2 separate regions of the Xenopus tropicalis genome follow, and region 1 is linked to region 2. Evidence: chromatin contacts called from public Hi-C data. All regions are on one chromosome and are shown on one strand. The core of a region is the stretch at or near the end of the contact, and the rest is flanking DNA. Distances in the headings are between cores, read along the strand shown.

Evidence for each region. Hi-C and Micro-C count contacts between places; a contact is called where the count stands out from the background.
Region 1: a Hi-C map of neurula embryo shows a contact between it and region 2, with 4 times the contacts expected there. The contact joins the promoter of fbxo25 here to the promoter of uggt1 in region 2. A contact is called at or near these places in 4 of 5 Hi-C or Micro-C datasets (gastrula embryo, liver, neurula embryo and 1 more).

The regions. Positions count from the first base shown.
Region 1 is chr5:133,481,464-133,487,073 of UCB_Xtro_10.0, forward strand. It overlaps fbxo25 (F-box protein 25), which reads right to left and starts at 2,817. Exons shown (of 10, transcript NM_001030531.1): 1 at 2,749-2,817; 2 at 606-737; 3 at 154-254. The coding sequence starts at 727.
Region 2 is chr5:133,323,369-133,328,480 of UCB_Xtro_10.0, forward strand. It overlaps uggt1 (UDP-glucose:glycoprotein glucosyltransferase 1), which reads right to left and starts at 1,670. Exons shown (of 41, transcript XM_002936298.5): 1 at 1,565-1,670.

The DNA of each region.
Region 1 (5,610 bases), core at 1,567-4,066, 160 kb after region 2:
ACAGTATATCCAATGAAAATATGAGATTGTCAGATCTGGTTCTTCCCTAAACATCATTCTCTTCTCCAGGATCAGCCCAAGGCACTTCCCCAAGGTTACATTTCAGTGTTTATAACACCTATGTTGTTGGTGTAAAGGCAATAGAATTCTTACTCTGGCATTTTGTAGTGTTGTTAAATTGTTCTTTTCTTCTCTTTTGTGCTGAAACGTCTAACTTGTCAGCTGCATAGAAGTCTGGATTATCAACATTTAGCCTGTTAGGTCAAAGAAATATTGATTAGATCAATATAGTACACAAATTTACCATCTGAGGGCTAAAGGTTTGCCATGGATGTAGCCCTTTCACTGGCTGCCATGTTTCTATTTGCCATTTTTTAAACTTTTATAAGACATCCTGCTAATAAATGTGTTTTAGTCTGAAATCACTGCGCCGAGGCACATTCTATTCAGAACTGTTGTTTCTGTTCCGGGTTGACAGAGGAGTTTCCTTTTAAGAGCTTGCTAAGTAGACACGAGTAAGTAAGTACAGGATTCACACATCACCTGGAGCTACACACATGGACCATAGTATAACACAATCAGGTTGCAGGGTGCATTGTACTTACAAGTGAAGGTTGAAATTGTCATCTCTCTCATAATCACAGTAGAAGTCACACCTTTTCCATCCATCATCAGTTTTCATCCAGCTCCAGCCTGGAGAGCGCCAGTCCTGACCCAGGAATGGCATGGCTTTAATTCTGCAAAATGGAACAGATGCAACATTAAAATACATGCCAAGTCTCACAGTTATTGGCAGATATTGGCCGAGTGTGCCTGCACCCAAGCGGATACAATGCTTCTGGGTGCAGGCACAACAAGAAGTTTTTTTAAATGTTTGGGCGGATTGTCAGCCTGCACCTATACTCAGGTAGACAATGCGCCTCATTGGGGCCTTACCCTAAAGTAGCACCTTCCTAGCTACATATTGATCATACAGGTTGTATATTGTACAAATCTACTGATATTAAGTTTTAGGCTAATGCCTCACAGAGAGATTAGTCACCCACGATAAATCAGGACCGCCATCAGTTTTCTAGGTAGTTTTTGCAGGAGATACCTAAATTGCGTACGTTTTGGCATAACTTTATATGTAACTTAAGCAATTTGCGTAGCTTTCGTGGCACAACTGGGCCCCCTAATGGAGGAAGCTTTCATGGGACTCGGCACAACACTACCCCCTCTCCCCCCCATGATGGCGGCCCTGACACTGGGTGATTAATCTCTCCAAAATGCCTTTTCACCAGCAACAAAATGAATTCCAGTAGAAACGCATATGCATTGCTTCGTTTTACAGTCGCACAAAGTCTCCTGCAGGAGAAAACTTTTGCACAACTTCGGAAAGACAAAGCTATGCATTTGCCTTTGCGGCGATTCACTTTGTTGCCGGTGGAAAGGTATTTCCGAGAGATTATTCACCTGCGGTAGCAGAGATTTATCGTTAGCGACTAATCTCTCCAAGGGGCATTTGCCTTAATGTGGGTCTGATGGTGCATCTGGGTGATGACAAGCCCTTCAGCTCTATAGCTTAGTGGGTGCCCTGATGCCTACAAAGATTAAGGGACCTTATGAGGTCCCTGAGGGCCGGCACACATGTAAAATGCAGAAATGTCATAGGTACATACTGTATGTATACTTGAATGTCGCCTCTATCAAAAAGATTTGGTGCACAATGAGTAAGTTCTTAGAAGAAGTACTAGCACCCCTATAATTTTCCAAGGCAAGGGTTTGCTTATTGAGCCTGCAGGATGCCTTGGTACCTACAAACAATAAGGGACCTTACGAGGCTCCTTAAAAATAAACACTGCAATTCATGCCCCTGCCTTGAGAAGTGAAAGTCACTGATTAACAGCCAGTTGGAAGTGTATCAATTTCCTTATTTGATTAGTGGCGCACCCAACAAGTGCATCTGGCTACGGGAACTATGGACTCCTTTAGGTATATCTGTTGAGTAACAGCAGCTACTCGATACCCAAGCCCCCAACCCAAAATGTCCATGTATAAACACTTTTGAGGTAATAAAAGGCACTACAGTTGCCCAGGAGCAGTGACCCATAGCAGCCAATCAGCAGGTAGCATTTACAGGTCACCTGTTTACATCTTACTGGTTGCTAAGTGTTACTGCTCCTTAGTGCCTTCTATTACTTATGGGGGTTTATGGGAATGTAATAAAGTGCTCAAGTTCTGCTGATCTGCAGTAACCCATAGAAGCCTTTGCTTTAGGACAGGTGACCAGAAAATGCTCACTGCTGATTGGTTGCTAAAGGTGACTCAGCCTAGAACAAACTTTGCCCCATGTATTACATAACCCCTTGGTATTATGTTGTTGAGTAGGAAGAAAAGGTGATATATATTATATACAAGACTGAAAGTGACTATATATCTATATTGCCATGCCGTTATACCTGGGTGTATAACCCTACCCTCCCTGCCCCAGGGCAAACTGCAGGGTGGAGAGAGGTAACACAGGGCACATTTGCAGCAGTGCAGTAAACCAAAGCAGCCAGTTACTGTGTAGCTTCATGTACAAAATACAGTGATGGGTTACTGTCCGGCTGCGAATGAGTTCAGTGTTAGAGAACAAGCCCCACAGTACATAGGGAAAGCTCCTCTGGAACCTGTTGCTGCTCTGCAACTTTCACTGTAGGCCGCCAGCAGCTGTCTGGGCCCCGGGAGTCCTACCCAACAAACGAGGCGGAAGCTCACACAAACCTGTCTCTTTCCCTCTCGCTACATCGGAGCAGGTCGGATCCCGTTAGCGGAAGCAGCTGTCTCTTTTCGCTTTATTGTGGTTACGGTGAAACCCCCAGCAACCCGCCCTCGGCGCTCCGTGATTGGCTACAATAAGGAGGTCCCCGCCCAAACGAACCTGCTATGCCTGCCTGCGATTGGATAAAGAACAAAAACATGACGGCCTGTCAGGCTACGTCACGCCGACCACGTGTTGTTGTTGTTGTTGTTGGGTCGGGTTATGGGTTCCAGTTAACTGTTTCAGTACCTGAAAGGCGCTAGTAACGCGAATAACTTCCTTGTATGTCACAAACACGAATGAAATGGGACATAGGCTTCTTGGTGAAGAGAAGGCTTCATTGTGTGGGAGTTATAGAGCCAGTCTGGGCCTTTATAGTTATAGAGCCAGTCTGGGCCTTTATAGTTATAGAGCCAGTCTGGGCCTTTATAGTTATAGAGCCAGTCTGGGCCTTTATAGTTATAGAGCCAGTCTGGGCCTTTATAGTTATAGAGCCAGTCTGGGCCTTTATAGTTACTTCTCTCAGGTTAAGGTCCGGCCTTCTGGTCCCTGAGGCCTTTTTGTCAGCTACAAAATCTGATTCTCATCAATGCTGTAAAGTGAAATCTCATCAGAAAATGTTGGGGAGTTCTTCTTTCCTGGGTTTGCCTGGGTTTTCCAGTGTCTCATTATTAATAATAGATTGCATTGGGGTTAATACAATAATAAAGGCAAAGTACAACTGCACATAGGGTTGCCATCTTTGTTGGGTTATAAACCTTGACAAAGGGGAGGCGAGTGGTGGGGCGTGTCACGCCAACATGGCGCAAACCATCTACATCTCCCGGTCAAAATCGGACAGGTGTCAACCCTAATTACCCAAAGAATAACCTATTTATTAATACTGGAGACAAACAATACTGGTGATGTTGCCCATAGCAACCAATCAGCAATTAGATTTCAACAGTCACCTACAAGTTAGAAAACAAAAGCAAAGATCTGATTGGTTGTTATGGGCAACATTACCGGCGGTTTGTGTCCAATGTTAATAACTAGTAAAGAGACAGGAGGAAGGAGGTAAACTTGCCCAGTAGAGCTTACAGTCTAAGATAGTTCTCAGCAATCATTAAAGGAAATATAGACACTGAAAACAAATTGATGCAATTTGCCCAGCTTGCTCTAATCAACACTTTTACAATTTAAATTCATTATTATTATTCAAGTTTTCAAGATATGAGCAATTTGTAAACTGCTAATAAATGAATGAGAAACAACAGCGCCACCTACTGATCATTTCATCCCACTGCCTATAGCTGGCTCCAAATCTCACTAGCTTCAGTCTCTAAGGTTTATGGCCCATGGGGAGATTAGTCTCCCAAGGTTAAATATCAGCTACTGCGGGCAACTGATCTCCCCGAAATGCCTTCCCATGGGCAATAAAGTGAATCGCTGTTGAAAAGGCATACGCAAAATCTCGGTCAGAGGCAGACCCCCTAGCTGATCCGACTGGCCACCTCAACCTCATCACTTCAACCCACCCCCCCATACGCGTGCACGAAGGAACGCACACACACGCAGGGACGCTGTATAGGGGGGAGCACGGCGCACAGTCACCGGGCCAGGTAAGAGGTCCCAGACTAGGGGTTGTCACAGAGGTACTTGCCTAGCGCCCTCTCACTGTTGTGCCCTAGACCATACCTCCCAACATTTGAAAAACAAAAAGAGGGACAAAAAGATTTGGGGCGTGCAGCGCGGCAATTTTTGGCCACGCCCACTTTTGTGACCACGCCCCAATTAACACACCCCATTTTTTTCTAAAAATACTCCTTTTATATAGTTGAAATGGCGGGATCAGATGCAAATGTGCTATACCCTCATACTGTACTACTAAGGAAGCCCACAGAGCCCCCCCATACACAGTGCCCTTCATACACAGAGCCCCCCCATATACAGTACCCCCCATACACAGTACCCTTTATATACAGTACCCTTTATACACAGAGCCCCCCCATACACAGTGCCCTTCATACACAGAGCCCCCCCATATACAGTACCCCCCATACACAGTACCCTTTATATACAGTACCCTTTATACACAGAGCCCCCCCATACACAGTGCCCCCCATACATAGTGCCCCCCCAAACACAGTGCCCCCCAAACACAGTGCCCCCCAAACACAGAGCCCCCCATACACAGAGGCCCCCCATACACAGAGCACCCCATACACAGAGCCCCCCATACACAGAGGCCCCCAAACACAGAGCCCCCATACGCGCTCCGACTCCTTCCGCTGCTTCTCTCCTGTGGCTCCTTCGCCAGCGGTCCCTGGCCCTTTTATAAGGTTGCGCCCCGTGTGTACGTGTGACGTCATTACGCACAGGCGCAACCTTATAAAAGGGCAAGGGACCGCCGGCGAAGGAGCCACAGGAGAGAAGCAGCGGAAGGAGTCGGAGCGCTCAGCTTAAGCCCTCTCATCCCGTTGTCACGGATCCTTCTATGAATGTCCTGCATTTCCGTAATCTATTACGAAAATGCGGGACATTCAGGGAACTATCCGGAACAGCGGGATGAGCTATAGAAAGCGGGACTGTCCCGCTTAAAGCGGGACAGTTGGGGGGTATGCCCTAGACAGGTGCCTCTTCTGCCAACCTCTAGTTCTGGCCCTGGTCTCTGTGCAGTTTTTTTTGCCTCACCCAGGGACCTTTATGTTAAAATAAAATATGTCCTCCTAGGGAGATTAGGGCTCATTTTTAGCCATAACCATAGGGCGGTCATGCAAAAATGGACATAATTATGCAAACTGCCAACATTTATTATAGTGACAGTGACACTAAAAAAATACTTT
Region 2 (5,112 bases), core at 420-2,919:
AGTTGGTTGAATGAGAGTCAGGAATATGAATAGGAGAGGACCTGCATAGAAAGATAATAAAAGATAACAATAAAATTGTTGGGTTACAGGGTAATAGTTTTTGATTGCCGGGGCCAGTGCCCCCCATTTGAAAGCTAAAATGAGGCAGATGAGGAAGGCAAATAATTAAAAAACTATAAATAATGGAAACCAACTGCAAAGTAGCTAGGAATAAGTCATTCTATAACATACTAAAAGTTAACTTGAAGGTAAACCAACCCTTTAAGTCCTCGGCTATGCTGATAGATATATACAAGCCCACAAGCCTACATTTGGAAAGTTTGGTTGATCTGATGTCTCCCTTTTTAATAGGCAAACCCAAAGTGGCCACCTAATAAGAAACAGCAGAATACAGGGGTGCAATGACCTAACTAGTTATTTATATACAGGTCTCTAGCACAATGGAGGTTTTGATCAGCCCAGTAGGATGACAGCAGGTTATGCCTATAGCTTTGGTCACTGACCTGCAGTCAAATGTGAGGTTTAGTTGTACCATACAATTCAGACCATTAGATCAGAGTTTGAGCAAATCAGTCAATTGGTCCAACATAGCAGTGGATATCAAACAGAAAATGCAGAACAAGTTGTGATTCAACGCATGGGCTGCCTGCGAGTCAACGCATGGGCTGCCTGCGAGCCAACGCATGGGCTGCCTGCGAGCCAACGCATGGGCTGCCTGTGATCCAGCCAGGGCCGCTGCTGGCCAAATGGGTGCCCTAAGCAGAAATTTACTTTTGTGCCCCCTCCCCCAAATATTACGGAAGTAAAAATAAAATAAAAAAAAAAACAGCTACTATAGGGGCCCCACACACAGTGCCCCCAATTGCCCCCATAGACAATGCCCCCCTAGTAAGTGCCCCCAAGAGCCCCCATAGATTGATTGAACTATCCGGGACAGCGGGATGCGCTATAAAAACTGGCGAGACAGTGTTGGGGGGTATGTTATAATATATAAAAATGTTTTGGTTTTTTTTTGGAGCAGCTGGGATGGTGCCCCCCTGGGAGTTGGTGCCCTATGCAGACTAAGTACTCTGCTTATAGGGAGCGGCGGCCCTGGATCCAGCTGACTCAAGTATATCCCAGTTTCAATTGAATCAATTGAAAATCACCACTGTATGAGCCATTAAAGAGGCAGTATACCCTCTTGTTCAACATGAGTGCAAGCAGTAGGGCATGTGCTGAACATACTACAACCCACCTGACAACCTTCTAAAATATTTGCTTTGCATGTGTATCTGTTTTCCTTCTACCATGTAAAGGGCCCCTGTTATCATGTAGGGAACCCTTGGCAACTGCCCTCCCTGCTGAACCCTACAAGCAGCCCTACATATCACCATTCTTGCCCCATGCAGTGCAACAAGCAGGCTGCACTAGAGGTGTGCCTATCTAAGCACATTAGGTACAAAAGCACAAGCTCAGTATAAAGCCAGATAACAGAGAATGCGCAAATTATTCTATTTCACTCTCCATCCTCTCTCCTTGTGGCCATTCAAAAGGCAAAATAAAAACAACACAAGATACTCACGAATACCGGCTCTTTCTTTCTAAAAAGCTCTGTCCCCCAACGCCACTTCCTCTTCCGCCCCTTTCCTGGAAATGAGCTTGCCCTGCCAGCGCAGCGGCGGCCATTTTGTCTAAGGGTCGCTGTGGGATGAGATTGCAGCAACAATCAGAATAAATTGTACTTCGCCTTGCTGTGTTTCACTGCAGATGGCAATGCTCGGGGGTAAAAGTTGGGGGAACGAATCGAATCAGTGAGTAAAAAACCAGGGGGATGTATGTTTAGGCGCCCTTAGTAAACATGGCGCAGGGAATGTATATTGGTGACTAAGCTTAGAAGAGAACGTAGGACGTGGGAAGGGGTGGGGCTAAATGAAAAGTTTGAGTTCAGGCGGACCTGAAGGGCTGGGAGTACATTTGTCTTGAGGAGATTAATTTAAGTTATTGTCTTGAGCAAGTGGTGCTGTCAATAACTGTATTTAGCCCAATTTGAAACGCCTTATGTCTCCCCAGTGACTCAAAAACCCACTCCCAAAATAAATAAATACACTTTTAAATCATGAAACTGGAGACTGGCATAGTTCATGGCCAAACGCCCCATGTCAACAGGGTAACCCCACCGGATGTTTTTGGAAAGTAACTATCTGGGTAACATGTTTTTATGCCAAACTATCAATCAGAAAATCTTTGCTAAATTTAGGAGATTTTATGTGTACTATATGCACCTAGCATTATGCTGACCCCCAAAAACCTAAAACAAATAATTTTATAAAAAGCATACTAACATTATATTGGAATTCTGTATTAATCAAATGTAAATGAGTGTAGAAGAGGCCAGAGATGACGGTGTTACTTGGGCACCTTAAACATACCGTAATATATGGGCAAACAAGCCCTGTTTGTGAGGGCAAGTTAAATTTGTTGGGTGCATTGGTTTGTAAAGGGCAAGTAGCCACACTGATAGACATGTCTCATATTGGGGGATGCTAGTAGAACTTTACCAACCTAAATTTGTGTAGGGACCCATAGGGTTAAAGCTCCCTATGGTCTTAGCCGTACACTTTATTATCTGCTGTTACTGAGCAGAATGTAATGTTTCAACTTTTGCATCTATTCATTTATTGGCCCTTAGCTGGGGTGACCACTTCCTGTAAGCTTCAATATAGTGTAATGCAGGGTGTGGGTACTTCCTCTTTGGCATTTCTATCACCAACAGAAGTTTGCACATTGAGCCTGGGATCTCAACTAGGCCCAGAAGCCTGTACCCCAGAGGAAGCCAATCCATCTAGTGATCATAAGTCAGGGACCCCGTGAGTGAGGTGAAGTTATCTGCAGGTTAGACTCTTGGTCCCTTGGACCGATTCGGCAGCTAATCGGCCCGTGTATGGGCAGAACAGAGCTGCCTGGCCAACCGATATCTGGCCTGAAATTGGCCAGATCTCGATCGGCCAGGTTAGAAAATCCGGTCGGATTGGGGACCACATCGGCTCATTGATGCGGTCCCCGAACCGACTGCCCCATAACCACAAATGTAATCCGATCATTTAGCCCCAGGGCCAAACGATCGGATTATTTTTTTTTTTAAGTTACTTGCTACCCGATATCGCCCACCTGTAGGTGGGATATCGGGCGAAGATCCGCTCGCTTGGCGACATCGCCAAGCGAGCGGATCTTATAGTGTATGGGCACCTTCAGTTCAGGGCTGAACCACCGTTGGCTGTAGGGATCCGTCCAGTAAAGGTAGACACCCTTGGGACTTCTGGCTATTATCCCACATCTGTCTCCACCGTGGTGCTACTCTGTTCTACTATTTTGCAACTGCATTTAACACTTGTGCCATTCTACCTCAAAGCTGTGAGTATTAACCCTGCATATGCTGTGTACCATCAATAAACCAAGTTCTAGTTAAATAGAAAAGCTCTGGCGTCCATAATTACATTATATACAATCTGTGGCAGTGGAGAGTTGTTGTAGTTCTGCAACATCTCATAAGTGCAAACCTTCCATTTTGCGAAGGCCCCGCCTGTGTCTTGGAGTCACATGTGGCCGTGCTCATACTTACTGGTCGGAATTGGCAAATACTGGCTAAGATAGGGTTACATTTGTAATGCTCACTTTCAGCGGAGGAAAAATAATGGCCTGGAGCTTAATTCATGGTTTGGGCTAGGTGACCTGGTTACAGCTAAATCTTTAAGGCTACGGTGTACATTGACATTCTTGATAATTCCATGTTACCTGCTTTGTGGCAAGAGTAAGGGAAAGGCTTATTTCTGTTTCAGCACAGTAATGACCCCATGCACAAAGCAAGCATTGCTGAGATGGGAGTGAGAGAACTTGACTGGCCTGCACAGAGCCCTCACCTCAACTCCTCTGATCCCCTGTGGGATGAACTGGAACCCACTGTGTGCCAGGCTTAATCCCCAACATCAGTGCCCAACCTCACGAATGCTCTTGTGGCTGTAAAGTGGAAGCAAATCCCACCAATAATATGCCAACATCTAGCAGAAAGCCTTCTCCGAAAAGTAGAGTCTGTTCAAGCAGCAAAGAGAGGACCAACTTATATTTATGCCATTGGTTTGAGAAATAAGTGTTGGATAAGCAGGTGCCTTTAAAAAATCTATACCTGCATATCTATTTTTTATTATTACATTTATTGGAAGGGAATAGAAAAAAAGATATATTGTATTATTGTACAATAGTAAATAAGCCTGGCCTTTCCCATCCAAGCTAAAGGGTGCTGATCACAGTGACTTTTAACCAGCTGAACCGCAACACATGTGCCATTAATATACTGGTTCATATTGTTCTTATTACAATCATAATGGATTTTACCTTTTCTTATGTAAATATTATATTTCTGACAATGACAGCAGACACTCGTACTTATTGTATTCATATAGTGCTAATGGGGTATACATTTATATTAAGCAAGGTCAGCATGCTTAGTCTGCAAACTGTTTTTCAGTGATTTTCCACTATTTGCCCTTAAGTTTTCCTTAGACTGGGGCATGAGGATTGGGTTGCTTGTTAACTAACAGCAGAAAACCTTTCCTGCATTTTAGATTGAGGTTCTGTACCAGCAGGCAGGAATTTAAAAGCAAGGTCCACTCCATGGTAATACAAGTGTTAATGGATTTCATTCTGACCTATGGGATGGAAACCAAGGCTGAACATAGAAAATAGGTCACTTGTATTGAGGCACTACTTGTGGGGACAATGAGATCAGTTAACATTAGCATTGGTCTTTGGCCATGAATCAGCACCACACAGCAGATGCACATTTAAACCCATTCTTTCCAGAGAAGAAACTGGACCATCCCTGCCTGCTGATTTCTTCCCACATAGGATCTTATCAGTATTCCATAGCACAGCCCCTTTCCTGTAAGCTGACTGAGCTGTAGATTAATAAGCAGCAGAGAATATAGTGCTAGTGTGCTAAATCTGTCTGGCGAGGCTAACACGGGCCAGCATAAGAATGATACAGAACCATAAATCATTGAAGACCCCTATATAATGTGTAAAAGGAGGATGTGACTGTAATCACCTTTGAAGGCTCCATGTGTACAGATAAAA